2 separate regions of the Hordeum vulgare genome follow, and region 1 is linked to region 2. Evidence: chromatin contacts called from public Hi-C data. All regions are on one chromosome and are shown on one strand. Each heading gives the region's core, a stretch centred on a gene start, on an enhancer-like site or on the middle of the called end of the contact. The rest is flanking DNA. Distances are from core to core; before and after follow the strand shown. Region 1 has its middle 72 kb from the start of LOC123440929. Region 2 has its middle 100 kb from the start of LOC123445479.

The links. Hi-C and Micro-C count contacts between places; a contact is called where the count stands out from the background.
Region 1: a Hi-C map of leaf shows a contact between it and region 2, with 2.2 times the contacts expected there. The contact joins two enhancer-like sites. A contact is called at or near these places in 3 of 6 Hi-C or Micro-C datasets (leaf and seedling).

Annotation. Positions count from the first base shown.
Region 1 is chr3H:595,383,174-595,390,109 of MorexV3_pseudomolecules_assembly, forward strand. No RefSeq gene overlaps it. Among protein-coding and RNA genes, the nearest start is that of LOC123440929, 72 kb to the right of the region's middle. Within about 2 kb of position 4,603, at least 3 of the 3 cell types and tissues checked have open chromatin away from gene starts, as enhancers often do. A contact at or near this core is called in leaf and seedling, where this site is marked.
Region 2 is chr3H:595,343,426-595,350,438 of MorexV3_pseudomolecules_assembly, forward strand. No RefSeq gene overlaps it. Among protein-coding and RNA genes, the nearest start is that of LOC123445479, 100 kb to the left of the region's middle. Within about 2 kb of position 1,491, at least 3 of the 3 cell types and tissues checked have open chromatin away from gene starts, as enhancers often do. A contact at or near this core is called in leaf and seedling, where this site is marked.

The sequences.
Region 1 (6,936 bases), core at 3,353-5,852, 43 kb after region 2:
TAAGTTGGAGTTGGTCTAACATGTGGTAATGGAATCATCCGTGCGGTTCGTAGAGCTGCCACCTTCCTCTTTGGACATACCGCGAGCGTGAACCGCTGAACTGCACTACCCACTGTACATTCATGGCCCAGCTCGAGCTGCTGAAAATGTGCTGATTCTATTACCAAGAAATTTATACTCCTTTCGTGGAGCTAATAAAGTTAAGCTGACAGACACTTTGTACAAGCACGGCACGGAGCTAGTGTGGTGTGATCCCATCCGCTTCCGTTGTCATGGTTTTTGCTCTAATTGGTACGCACAGGCTTCACTGTCTCGTACTCCCGCTTTTTGCACTGCTACTCCGGAAGCAGCATACACTTTTACACTTTGTAGGCGCACCCAATAAGTCGAGCGAACCCCAGCACCCTTGTCGCGAAGCGTAGGGAAGGTGGAATAATGAAGGCGCAACGCGACGACGACGACGCAACAAAACAAAACGCAGCGTCCTCCTCTCCTGCTGTCCTCCTTTGAAAATGTAGGCAATGGTGGGTGTACTGTGTGCGTGCATGCTGCACGTCACCGGCAAGGTTAGGTGAGGTGAGGTGAATCTGGGCTAGCGCCCACGTCGTCATCTCTTGTTGGTTACCGCTTGCTGCTATGCGGAAAATGGGTCTGAAAAAAGAACAGCTCCGCCCCCTGCTAGGAAACTGAGTAAAATTGTTTTGCTTGACGGGTAAATAAGATGGACGCTCTATTGTCCAAGCACAACACACGGTCACCTCACGACGCATAACAAATCGTCAGATCGGGTTAAGCTGTGGTCGTCGCGTAGCATAATGTGTGTCATGGCGGTGGCGGTGGCGCGACCCACACCCTCGCCGCCCTCTCTCTCTCTCTCTGCAAACCGACGCCTTGCATCGACGCTGCCGTATTCGATGCGGAGTAGGTCCTCGGGCGACGTCGGAGACTACCAGCGCAACGTCAAGGGCGGTGCACCGCGTGCTGCAACCGCGGCGACGGGTGCTACCAAGGCAGTGACCACGTGATGCAAGCCTGCAACCATGGCGGCCGATGGTGCACGGCGACGACCACCAACGTGACCATGAGCATGGGCGGAATATGCGCGTGAGGATTTCCCCCTCTCTTATTCCTTTGTTTGCGAGGCGCTTCACGACTGTGCGCATAAGATGGACTACGATCCAACGGCCGAGAGGCGACCGGCCGAAAGTTTCGGCCGGCGGTCAGCCAGGTGGCTCATTTTTGTACAGGTTTGACGAGCGGGCGTGGGCGATCGATTCTGCATAATTAACTGCCCAACCTTGCAGCAATGGTCGTACTACGTGCATTGAGCAGGCCGTACTCAGTGTTAGTTCAACCAAAACAACTATGGATGCAAATGATCAACAGTGGAAAAATAATTGAGTAACAGAAGTAGTGTGGTTCTAACAAAGTGCATTAGACCAATTCTCAAAAGCCGTCGTGTTTGCTGGAGGATCAACTGGAAGCAAGCAGAAACTTCTGTAGTAGATGCTGCTGATTGACACGAGTGTGTCCCTACACCAGCACACCGTCTTCGTGTGATAACAAGGATATATGTGTGCGTGTATGTCAAGTGCGTGGCGCGGTGGATCACGGCAAATGCCGGCGGGATGGCTTCGTTTTTAGGTGTTACTTTTGATTTTGTTTGGGTTTGTGTCCTTTTCAGGAAGACGAGACGGGGCGGCTTCCTAAAGATGAAATAAAGGTCTCTTCATTTAGCCCCCGTTTCGGCGGTGCGTCTAGCATCATTGATGGATGTGTGGAGGTGTGTCGTCGGTGGATTTATCTTTGATGAATTTATTCGGATTTCGCCGTTGTTTGTTTGTGTTCGTGTGTCTTCGGGGGGATCCTTCTGATCTATGTTATTCTTCATCTGTGACGGTTGATGTTTTGGTGCGCTGGTCCTACGGGCCTTAGCACGACGATTTCCCGACTGTTACTAAATAAGTTGTGTCCGACTCCGATAGTGGAGGGGCGATGACGACGACGCGTCTTCGGCTCGCTTCAGTGCTTGTAGTCGTCCCTAGGTTGTTTAAGGATCTAACTGTAATTTTTATTATTTTTTTATTTTCGTTGTACTATCATAATTGTGAATGAATAGATTGAAAAAATTTCCGTAAAGAAGTTCGTTGGGTGCGGATGCCATCAGACGGACACCCACATGGGTTTCTCAGGAAAAAAATGTGGATGGGGACTGAATGAAAAGACTACAAGACTGTGAAACACAATGTTTTTACTAGTTGGATTTACAAGGAATTTCCAGATTTCAGATAATCATACATTGGGCATACAATAAGTTTCTGGTTAGGCGTTGCAAGCAGCCCCAGCTTACCAAATATATTAGTACTCCATCTGTAAAGAAATATAAGAGTGTTTAGATCACTATTTTAGTGATCTAAACGCTTTTATATTTGTTTACGGAGGGAGTATGTATCTAGCTAGCCGGCCGTGGCACGATTTTGTATTGAAACATGACTAGTTAGAGTAGTTGATCGTCAAAGCTTAAACAACACACAGTAGGATAAAACATGCAGGCCTTGGCTAAAGTCCAAACAATAAGTTTCGCATAGCAAAATGGCGGCTAACCTTTCCACGATCAAATGAGTTCATACTGTCTGCATGTTGCGGGTAGCTCTGAACTGTTTGATACATTCAGTCTTTTTCTTGGTCTTGCGTTTGTTTGTTAGGACATCTTCAATGACAACCTACAAATTTCGTCTTGCATCTGTCCGCGGACAGGGAGAGCAGTTCATGGACGCGGATGGAGAAGGACGACATCCAACGCTAGCTGTATACATCGGGCCAATAATTCAAATCAACCAGATAAAATTCGATCAAACCGGACGGATTTCATTCAAGCACGGATATAATTTACATAAAAAGGTTGATATTTCGACCGTTTAACTAAAAAACTAGATAAAAACATGAACCCTATACGGGAGGTTCTCCGACGGTTGACGGTGGAAGGAAGGAGAGGACAGGAAAAAAGAGCCGAAAGTAGGCGGAGAGCGGCCAGAAGTGGAAGAAGAGAAATGAGAGATATTAGCGCGGAAACAGTGTTTGATGCTACAAAAGCATGGACTCGGCCTTCCTTTTGACGGGGCTAGGAGGGAGTAGGTAGCGATGTTTCTCGTGTGTGGGCTCCCGCAAAGCCCTTCATGTCTGTCCACGGTTTGTGAAAAAAATTGCGTTCGGACCGCTCTGTTGACCGATACTGGATTACGTTGGATGTCTTCAGTGGTATGAATAACACGATCCAAACAGTTACGGAAGGTTCGAGAGTCGGTGTTGGAGATGTCCTTAACACGGGATGAAGCCTTGCGTTCAGCCAATTCATCAAGAAAGCCTAGCTCCAGTGAGGTGTCTGATTTCGCAATCTTGTCCCTGTGCAGGTAGGCAGAACATTTTGTTGAAACCAATGCCGGCCTTGGGTTTCACGTTGGGGACAGGACAATGAAAAAAAACATGATTCGTAGCTACCATGTTTCAAGTTTGGTGGCTTGACATTTTCAGTTATTTGTCTCAATGAAACATCGGAGTAGTACATATGGAGATGTTTGGTTTTCGATCACTTTCCCAACTCTGACAGTCACAGTTTAGTAAACATGCGTTTGGTTTTTATCATAGTTTGGCTTGCCACACTTTATTGTCCTTGTGCTTCATTTGTCATAGTCATTTTTTTGCCAACTTTTATCAAAGTTTGTCATTCAATTTTCCAGCCGTGCTTTGATGACTTGCCACACTTTCGCTTGGTAAAAATTAGTCCCCAGTCAAACAAACCAACGATCTTATCTTATGGTTGGTAGCTTGGGATGTAGAAAGATTTAAACCAACTTCTGAAACGGTGGTCAGCCTGATTCAGAGTACGAAGATAGTGGCGACACCCCGTGACAGGAAACCAACATAATATATATGTATGTATTGATGGTTGGACTTGCCGATTAATGTAGTACTACCTCTGTATCAAAACATGATACGTTTTCGCATTTCAAATTGGTACAGAGGTAGTAGTTACATTGTGATTCAGGAGAGCGACATAGACTTTTCTGTGTATTGCTAGCTGACGAGAAGAGAAGGGAACAGAACAAGCGGGTTGATCAACAGGCCCGGATAAAACACGGAGTAGTATTCAGCCGGACGCACAAAATGCAGCGTATACCACAATTTTGCAGAAACGTACACACAGAGAGTAGCATCATACATGTATAAGTCCAAACCCAAATAAATTTGAACTTATCGCTGCCCTCACACTCCAACCTGTCTATAGACGAGAGAAGAGTACAAAGAGCTCCTAACAAACAAACAAAAGTCAGGAAAACGAGGCAACAAAACCAAATGCATGCTTGGTCGCTGCCTTCTGGCGAACAGCGTTTTTGTGCGTCGGCTTGCGGGTGTCTTCTTGGACGCATCGCAGGCGTCCTTCAATTCCGTCATCGGCACCACCTGCTCGTGTCTCCGTCGCGTGCGGCCACCACCTGCGCTTGGGTTGGTTTCGGAACCCCAACAAAACGCCATCGCAACGCTAGCGACCCCTGGACCCAATCGAGGATAGGAACAATGGCCAGCGCTAGCGCCCAGCCAAAATCCACGGGGAAAACAACAGGGCGAGGCGATGCGAGGTGATTTGCATCTTGTCTTCGTCTCCCGGGAGCATGGGAGGCGAGGAAAAGCAGGTGAGGTCGTGGCCGCGTGGGCTGGACATTGAGGCTCTTTGTACGTATGGTTGCAGGCAGACCTGTCCTGACTGATGATATGCCCCAGCGCAAGTGCGGTGCCAACTGCGAAAGACAAGCCTGATGCCTGTCTTGAGAGTTGAACGGGAGGGCCTGGTTTGTGTTTGGCAACATGCGCCAAAGCGGCATGGCGTGCGATTCTTCAGGATCTCCTTTTGTATACAAGTCCCTCCCGTGCACCAACCTCTGCAGTGTTTTCGCATACCTACCTCTTCAGGATCAACAAATACAGGTGTTCTGTATACACAATAACCGCAGGTGTGCACAACTATTCTTCAGGTTCTTGTTTGTTGGACTGAAATAAAATGTAATAATAAAAATGTGTTTGCTTACGGGCGGATGACGGTATGAAGTTTTGTAGAACCTGGATACAGAAGCGCACGTTGTCCTGGGGCCAAGATATTCTCTGAGAGTAAGTTAAGGTGCACTCTTCGGAAGACTCACAACAGAGTGAGAACAAAAGTTTGATCAGGAGAGAGGGAGACGATGAGGAATCAGGCTCGTGTTTGTTTTGATCAAGCTTACTGCATCCATGCATGTATGTGCCATGTGTGTTCATAATTTGCATTCCCGTTCAGATTAATGTATACTCCCTCCGTCCTGAATTATTGGTCGTGAAAATGAATATAAATGGATTTATTTAGAATTAAAAATACATCTAGATATATTTATTCTACAACAAGTAATTCTGAACAGATTAATGTATACTCACTCCGTCCTGAATTACTGGTCGTGAAAATGGATATAAATGGATGTATTTAGAATTAAAAATACATCTAGATATATTTATTCTACAACAAGTAATTCTAAATAGAGGAAGTATATTTTAGCACGATCTATTAAGCTATGTACTCTAGTGATAACACTGGACAAATCTACTGAGTGTTTATAGACGTAAAAAATGAATCCCTACGGACGAATGACGATACGACAAGCAAATGTAGAATGAATGTGCAGTCTACATAAGCTTCATGAATGCATGAATGAAAAGACTTTAGTCCTTCCTTCTCCTCCTGTCGACGCAGCCGCTAGTCCGCCCCATCTGCGATGGCCTTTGGGTCATCGAGGTGCAGAGGATCTCGGGCCCCCACCGGCGGGAGGGACCATGCTTTCGTTCTTGTTTGATTCGATGTCTTTGTTAGGGCTGGGTGGCGGCGACACTGTCCCATAATAGGAATGATGTCTCTTTTATCCCCGTTTCGATGGTGCGCCTAGCGTCATCAAGGGGCGTGTGGGGGTGTGTTTTTGTCGGATTTTGCACAATTCGGTCGTTGCTGGTCTTCCATGGGTTTGTTGGGATCCGGTCTCCGTCTTTCTTCGTTTGGGAGTTTACACGTTCGATCCTTCTGATCTACGTCTTTCTTCATCAGTTATGGTTGTTATTGTGGTGTGCTGGTCCTATAGGGCCTTAGCACAATAAATTTCTTATTGGCTACTACAACAAGGTTTTCTTGGCTCCGGTGAATCACACCGGTGCTTGTAGTTGTCGCTAGTTAGTCCGTGAGCCTGATTGCAATTTTTTATCTCCAGTATATATCTTTGTACTACCAAGATTGATGGATTGAAAGTTTCACGCGCAAAAAAAAGAGAATGCTTGGATTTGCCATGTCTGTTCATGGCGTGACTCCCTGTTTTGGTCCGGATTAATGCATAATAGAAGTGTTGGGCGTGCTTTGCTGCGCCGTTAGTATTGTTAGGATTATTAAAAAAAATGTATTCACTCTGTTTTAAATATAAGATGTATTACTTTTAAAAAATATTAAAACCTCTTTAATTCTAATCAAATTTGGAGAAATATATTAAAATCCGTAGGATCAAATCGGTGTCGTTAGATTGATCATGTAATGAATTTTCATATTTTTCGTCTAATATTGGGGATATCGATATCTTTGGATCTGAATCCTCAAAGTTAAAGAAATTTGACTTTCCAAACTCTAATACCCCTTATATTTTGTAACTGATTGAATATTTGGTTTGGTGAGTGAGGGAGTTGGTGGAGTGTGTTCTATGTTAATTTATAATGCGGTTATTTGATGAGTCTTTTGCAGTGTGATTTTGTATTATCCCTTAATCAACTCATATTTATGTGAGGAAAATTTTCCATCGATGACTGCCTGTACTATATTGGTGTTACTAGCAAAAGGGCCCGTGTGTTGCAACGGAAGATTTTTTTTTCATAATATCC
Region 2 (7,013 bases), core at 241-2,740:
GACTTTTTTAGGGGCTACAAGTTGCCACATGTTTATACTGAAGTTGTCATAGGGTTTTCAATAAAATTGCCACGACATATTTCATCTCGTTTTTTATAGATTTCAAGTTACCATTGTATTTCAACTACTTTTCACGACAATTTTTATTAATTGGTCATGGCAAATTTTAGTAATTAATCACGACACATTTAATTCATGGATCATGGTTACTTTTGGTAAATCATCATGGCAAATCGAGTTTACCATGACAATTTTAGTATTTTGTCCATAACAAATCTAGTATTTTGAACATGAAAAACATTTTTTTGTAAGTACCACGGCAAATTTTAGTGCATGTATCATGGCAAATTTAAGTAATTTACCATGAAATTTTTTGTATTTTGACCATAACAAATCTAGTATTTTGAACATGAAAAACATTTTTTTGTATGTACAATGGCAAATTTTAGTGCATGTATCATGGCAAATTTAAGTAATTCACCATGGCAGTTTTAGTTTAGGGTTCATGGCAAATTTGAGCGAGTGATCATGCATTTTTAAAATTACTGGCAACATATTTCTTTTTTACTTATGAACCATGTCACAATTATTTCATGGATCATGCCAAATTTTAGTAATTCATTATGACAAGTTTAGTTTGTTAATTTCCTGTTTTATAACACGTCAAAGTTTATTTTAAACATAAAAAAAGTAATTGAAATATATCATGGCAACTTTAGTGTAATCATGATGAAAATTTATGTGCAATAGACATGACAATTTTTAAACCAAAAATAAGTCGTCGAAACATATCAATATCAGATCTAGTTTCAAAGATCTCGTCACGACTGATTTGAAGATGAAAACGGTTTTTCAATATGATTTTTTATTTAAAAGATAAAACACTTAAAAAAACTAAAAATACAAAAGATTCCTTTTAACATCATCAGTTTTGCCACTTATGCATGCATGTATTGACGTGACGCAATCTATAATCATTAAACATGTGGAATATTCTTGCTACCATCACACGTATAGACGTTATAGCGACCCTGTTTCTTTAAGCATTGCTACATGACGAGAAAGGAGGGGACTTGGAACGCAAGTTGATCAAGAATTCGAGAGAAAAACCACATTTTGTTTTTGTTGCTGCTGCACTGCATAGTGCATACCATAGTGCAGCAACGGCTCGTAGCCTAAGTCCTGCTAGATACCATAGTGCTGGTGTGTACGGTCAATAATGATTTGGGTTCCTTTTGGCAGTTTGCCACAGGTGCACTTCAAGTTAAGTGCATATATACGGGTGATGGGGAGCAGACGGGACCGGCTTTTAACTCGTGACAGAAACAGCTCCAAGAGCATCCAAAACAATTAAATTTGGACTCATCGCTTGCAATGAAAGAGGACGAAAGAAGCGTACGAACAAACACGACAGAGATCGAGGGAGAAAGCACGGCCCGTGGCATGGTAGCAACCTTGCAAAGGTGCATCCATGGGGACGCAGATAGATAGGGATCGGGACATGAGAAAGGGGTGTGGGAACAAGCGGACAACAGCCACCACGCCTTGTCGCGGAGCAAGGTTTTGTGCTTGGACGCATCGAAGGCAGCTGCGCGCGGCCTTGAATTCCGTCACCGGCGCCACCTGCTAGCTCGTGTCTCCGTCACGAGGCCGACGCTTTTGGTCTCGTTCGACCGTTTCCGAACCCAGCAGAACGCGATCCAGGAGCTAGCGACTACGGAGCCTATCCGGTTTGGACGCACTGTATCCATCATCCAGGGTAGCAACAAACAAGGGCCAGCGCCAGGCGATCAACCAAAAACTACGGGGAAAGCAGCAGGGCAACGTGATGCGGTGTGGTTTGCCTCTTGTCTTTGTCTCCGGGGAGCCGAGCTTTGGGCGCAAGGCGACCTAGGAGAGAACGTGGCGTCCGGCGTGGGGTGGACTTTCGGGACTTCATATATGTTTGTTCGGATTTACTAATTCACATTTAGATGAAAATTAATTATGTCATATCTAACATCCTACCACATGATCTAATATTTGTGCTCCACGCTAGCTCCAGCGAAATCCGTTTTTCCGTTGCTAGTCTTTTTGCACATGCCACGGTCGTTGTTTGTGATGTGCTCCTTGTCTGCGTCGGCTGTAGGCCCTTTTTCTCGCAGCAATGCTACACATTATATGGATTTTACAAAGAGGTGGATTTTGATTGGAGATTCAGAAGAATGAGGGCCCCACCCCCCTTAAAAATCAGAGGGGGAGTGGTTACTTAGAAAGAAAGAATCATAGTCAGCATGTAACCTTATGTAACTTTTTATATGTCTAGCATTTTTGTTTTTCTCACCCTGCCATGCATGTGTCTTAGACTGGGTTGTTTCAGTGTCTTTTTAGACTCAATTACACCACAGGCGTTTGAACTTGACAAAAAAACAGTTTAATGCTAAAACTTGCAACATACATTGAATCAGTGATAAAAAATGATTTGATCGTGCATCTAAGATGCTAATCACATTTTGTATACATATAAAGTGTTGACAAGGAATGCCAACATGGCATGGGACCTAATGTTAGTGATCGGAAGGCGGGGAGGGCCGTGTGGCCTACTTTTTGCGAAAAGCATCGTGCTATTTTACTTTTTCTCATAGAAAGCCTCTCAATTTTTTCTTAAAAAACGCTGAAACGTGACTATGTCAATTGGGTCCCACCCGTCAGGGCACAATACAAACAAAGGGAAATGAGGACGCAAAATTAAGGACTGCCCAGGTTCGAACACGCGACCTTAAATGCCAGCACGAACAGGGTAGCTACCACATCATGTATCACTTGTTGTATAAATGGGATTTCTATCCGTAATGACCTATAGACAAGCACAAACATATGCCTTAAATGACCTGTCACATGTTTTTTTTTCATAGTATTTTGTAAGAGTACATAAAAAATATTATACATACAAATATATTAACTTATTTAAGATAATGTTCGTGTAATTATTTAAAAAAATGAACTGCGGTCACTGTAGCCCATTTAAACACAATATTGGTCATTATGTTCTTTTAATTGTTGAGTGGTGTTTTTTTGCCAGACAAAGTGGAATTCGTGCTTGTAAGTTGTAACATCAGTAGAATATGGACTACTAGGGGCAGTCAATGAGGTTGTGCTATATTTCTATTACAAAAACGTGTGCCCATTATTTGATTAAATAGGAACGCAGTACTTATTTTCGACAGGGAGATTATTATGGTAGCAGATTGCTACCATGACATATCTTTTGTAGCACTGAAGCTGCTTGAAAGGCACACCAAAATACTGATATAGTTTATCTATCTTCTATGTCCTTCTAGAGGTGAGTGAATGTTTTCAAAATCTCATGCTAATAATCAATTAATTATTGCAAACAACAGAGGCCTTCATTTTTTCACCTGATTTTTAATATCTGCTCTTTAGAGTCATGTTAGGTCGTGTATGGTTCTGTTCATTATCATCCATATGTTTTCCTCTTATAGCTTGATGAAAATACATGTCAAGCTATTTTATTACAAGATTTCTATACTGATAATTCAAATTGACCTAACATATCGAGAACCTTTTCATGGGCTATCTTCATAATGGCTATCAAATTCTTGCTTTCAAAGGTAGCACCTGAACCCAAGAGATCCAGTTTCCTCTATTACGGATGTATTTACTTGTATAATATTGTATAAAAGTAATATATAATTAAACATGCTACTGAGACCATCGGAAGGAAGGAATCAACACTTGTAAGACACGTGATATTTCTGGCCTTCATATAAACTATAGATAGCGTACATATGCTCTTGAAATGGAGAATGGGCGTTTGGAGCCGAGCTCCACGGTGGGCGAAATTTTTGAAAAATTAAAAATTCAAACTTTTTGGTTTCAAAAAAAAATCTGAAAACAAATATGCAAGTAAGGAAGGATGTCATGTGTATGCGTGTAAAATTTTAGCATAAAATTGTTGGAATTATGCCCTAGAGGCAATAATAAATATAGTTATTATTATAATTCCTGTATCAAGATAATCGTTTATTATCCATGCTATAATTGTATTGAATGAAGACTCATTTACATGTGTGGATATATAGACAAAACACTATCCCTAGCAAGCCTCTAGTTGGCTAGCCAGTTGATCCAAGATAGTCAGTGTCTTCTGATTATGAACAAGGTGTTGTTGCTTGATAACTGGATCACGTCATTAGGAGAATCACGTGATGGAATAGACCCAAACTAATAGACGTAGCATGTTGATCGTGTCATTTTGTTGCTACTGTTTTCTGCGTGTCAAGTATTTGTTCCCATGACCATGAGATCATATAACTCACTGACACCGGAGGAATACTTTGTGTGTATCAAACGTCGCAACGTAACTGGGTGACTATAAAGATGCTCTACAGGTATCTCCGAAGGTGTTAGTTGAGTTAGTATGGATCAAGACTGGGATTTGTCACTCCGTGTGACGGAGAGGTATGTCGGGGCCCACTCGGTAATACAACATCACACACAAGCCTTGCAAGCAATGTGACTTAGTGTAAGTTGCGTGATCTTGTATTACGGAACGAGTAAAGATACTTGCCGGTAAACGAGATTGAAATAGGTATGCGGATACTGACGATCGAATCTCGGGCAAGTAACATACCGAAGGACAAAGGGAATGACATACGGGATTATATGAATCCTTGACACTGAGGTTCAAACGATAAGTTCTTCATAGAATATGTAGGATCCAATATGGGCATCCAGGTCCCGCTATTGGATATTGACCGAGGAGTTTCTCGGGTCATGTCTACATAGTTCTCGAACCCGCAGGGTCTGCACACTTAAGGTTCGACGTTGTTTTATGCGTATTTGAGTTATATGGTTGGTTACCGAATGTTGTTCGGAGTCCCGGATGAGATCACGGACGTCACGAGGGTTTCCGGAATGGTCCGGAAACGAAGATTGATATATAGGATGACCTCATTTGATTACCGGAAGGTTTTCGGAGTTACCGGGAATGACGAATGGGTTCCGGGAGTTCACCGGGAGGGGGCAACCCACCCCGGGGAAGCCCATTGGCCTTGAGGGTGGCGCACCAGCCCTTAGTGGGCTGGTGGGACAGCCCAAAAGGGCCCTATGCGCATTGGAAGGAAAAATCAAAGAGAAAGAAAAAAAAGGAGGAGGTGGGAAAGGAAGGAAGGACTCCCACCCACCAAACCAAGTCCAACTCGGTTTGGGGGGGAGACCTCCCCCCCTTGGCTCGGCCGACCCCCTTGGGGCTCCTTGAGCCCCAAGGCAAGGCCCCCCTCTCCCACCTATATATACGGAGGTTTTAGGGCTGATTTGTGACGGCTTTTCCACGGCAGCCCGACCACATACCTCCACGGTTTTTCCTCTAGATCGCGTTTCTGCGGAGCTCGGGCGGAGCCCTGCTGAGACGAGATCATCACCAACCTCCGGAGCGCCGTCACGCTGCCGGAGAACTCTTCTACCTCTCCGTCTCTCTTGCTGGATCAAGAAGGGCGAGATCATCGTCGAGCTGTACGTGTGCTAAACGCGGAGGTGCCGTCCGTTCGGTACTAGATCGTGGGACTGATCGCGGGATTGTTCGCGGGGCGGATCGAGGGACGTGAGGACGTTCCACTACATCAACCGCGTTCACTAATGCTTCTGCTGTACGGTCTACAAGGGTACGTAGATCACTCATCCCCTCTCGTAGATGGACATCACCATGATAGGTCTTCGTGCGCGTAGGAAATTTTTTGTTTCCCATGCGACGTTCCCCAACAGTGGCATCATGAGCTAGGTTCATGCGTAGATGTCTTCTCGAGTAGAACACAAAAGTTTTTGTGGGCGGTGATGTGCGTTTTGCTGCCCTCCTTAGTCTTTTCTTGATTCCGCAGTATTGTTGGATTGAAGCAGCTTGGACCGACATTACTCGTACGCTTACGAGAGACTGGTTTCATCGCTACGAGTAACCCCGTTGCTCAAAGATGACTGGCAAGTGTCGGTTTCTCCAACTTTAGTTGAATCGGATTTGACCGAGGAGGTCCTTGGATGAGGTTAAATAGCAACTCATATATCTCCGTTGTGGTGTTTGCGTAAGTAAGATGCGATCCTACTAGATACCCATGGTCACCACGTAAAACATGCAACAACAAAATTAGAGGACGTCTAACTTGTTTTTGCAGGGTATGATTGTGACGTGACATGGCCAACGATGTGATGTGATATATTGGATGTATGAGATGATCATGTTGTAATAGATAATATCGACTTGCACGTCGATGGTACGGCAAACGGCAGGAGCCATAGGGTTGTCTTTAGACTAATGTTTGTGCTTACAGATGCGTTTACTATTTTGCTAGGATGTAGCTTTAGTAGTAATAGCATGAGTAGCACGACAACCTCGATGGCAACACGTTGATGGAGATCATGGTGTGGCGCCGGTGACAAGAAGATCGTGCCGGTGCTTTGGTGATGGAGATCAAGAAGCACGTGATGATGGCCATATAATGTCACTTATGAATTGCATGTGATGTTAATCCTTTTATGCACCTTATTTTGCTTAGAACGACGGTAGCATTATGAGGTGATCTCTCACTAAAATTTCAAGACAAAATTGTGTTCTCCCCGACTGTGCACCGTTGCTACAGTTTGTCGTTTCGAGACACCACGTGATGATCGGGTGTGATAGACTCAACGTTCACATACAACGGGTGCAAAACAGTTGCGCACTCGGAACACTCGGGTTAAGCTTGACGAGCCTAGCATGTGCAGACATGGCCTCGGAACACATGAGACCGAAAGGTCGATCATGAATCATATAGATGATATGATTAGCATAGGGATGCTTACCACTAAAACTATACTCAACTCACGTGATGATCGGACTTGAGCTAGTGTAAGTGGATCATGAACCACTCAAATGACTAGAGAGATGTACTTTTTGAGTGGGAGTTTGGCGACTAATTTGATTAAGTTAAACTCTAATTATCTTGAACATAGTCTAAGTCCACTTTGAATATATTTGTTTGTAG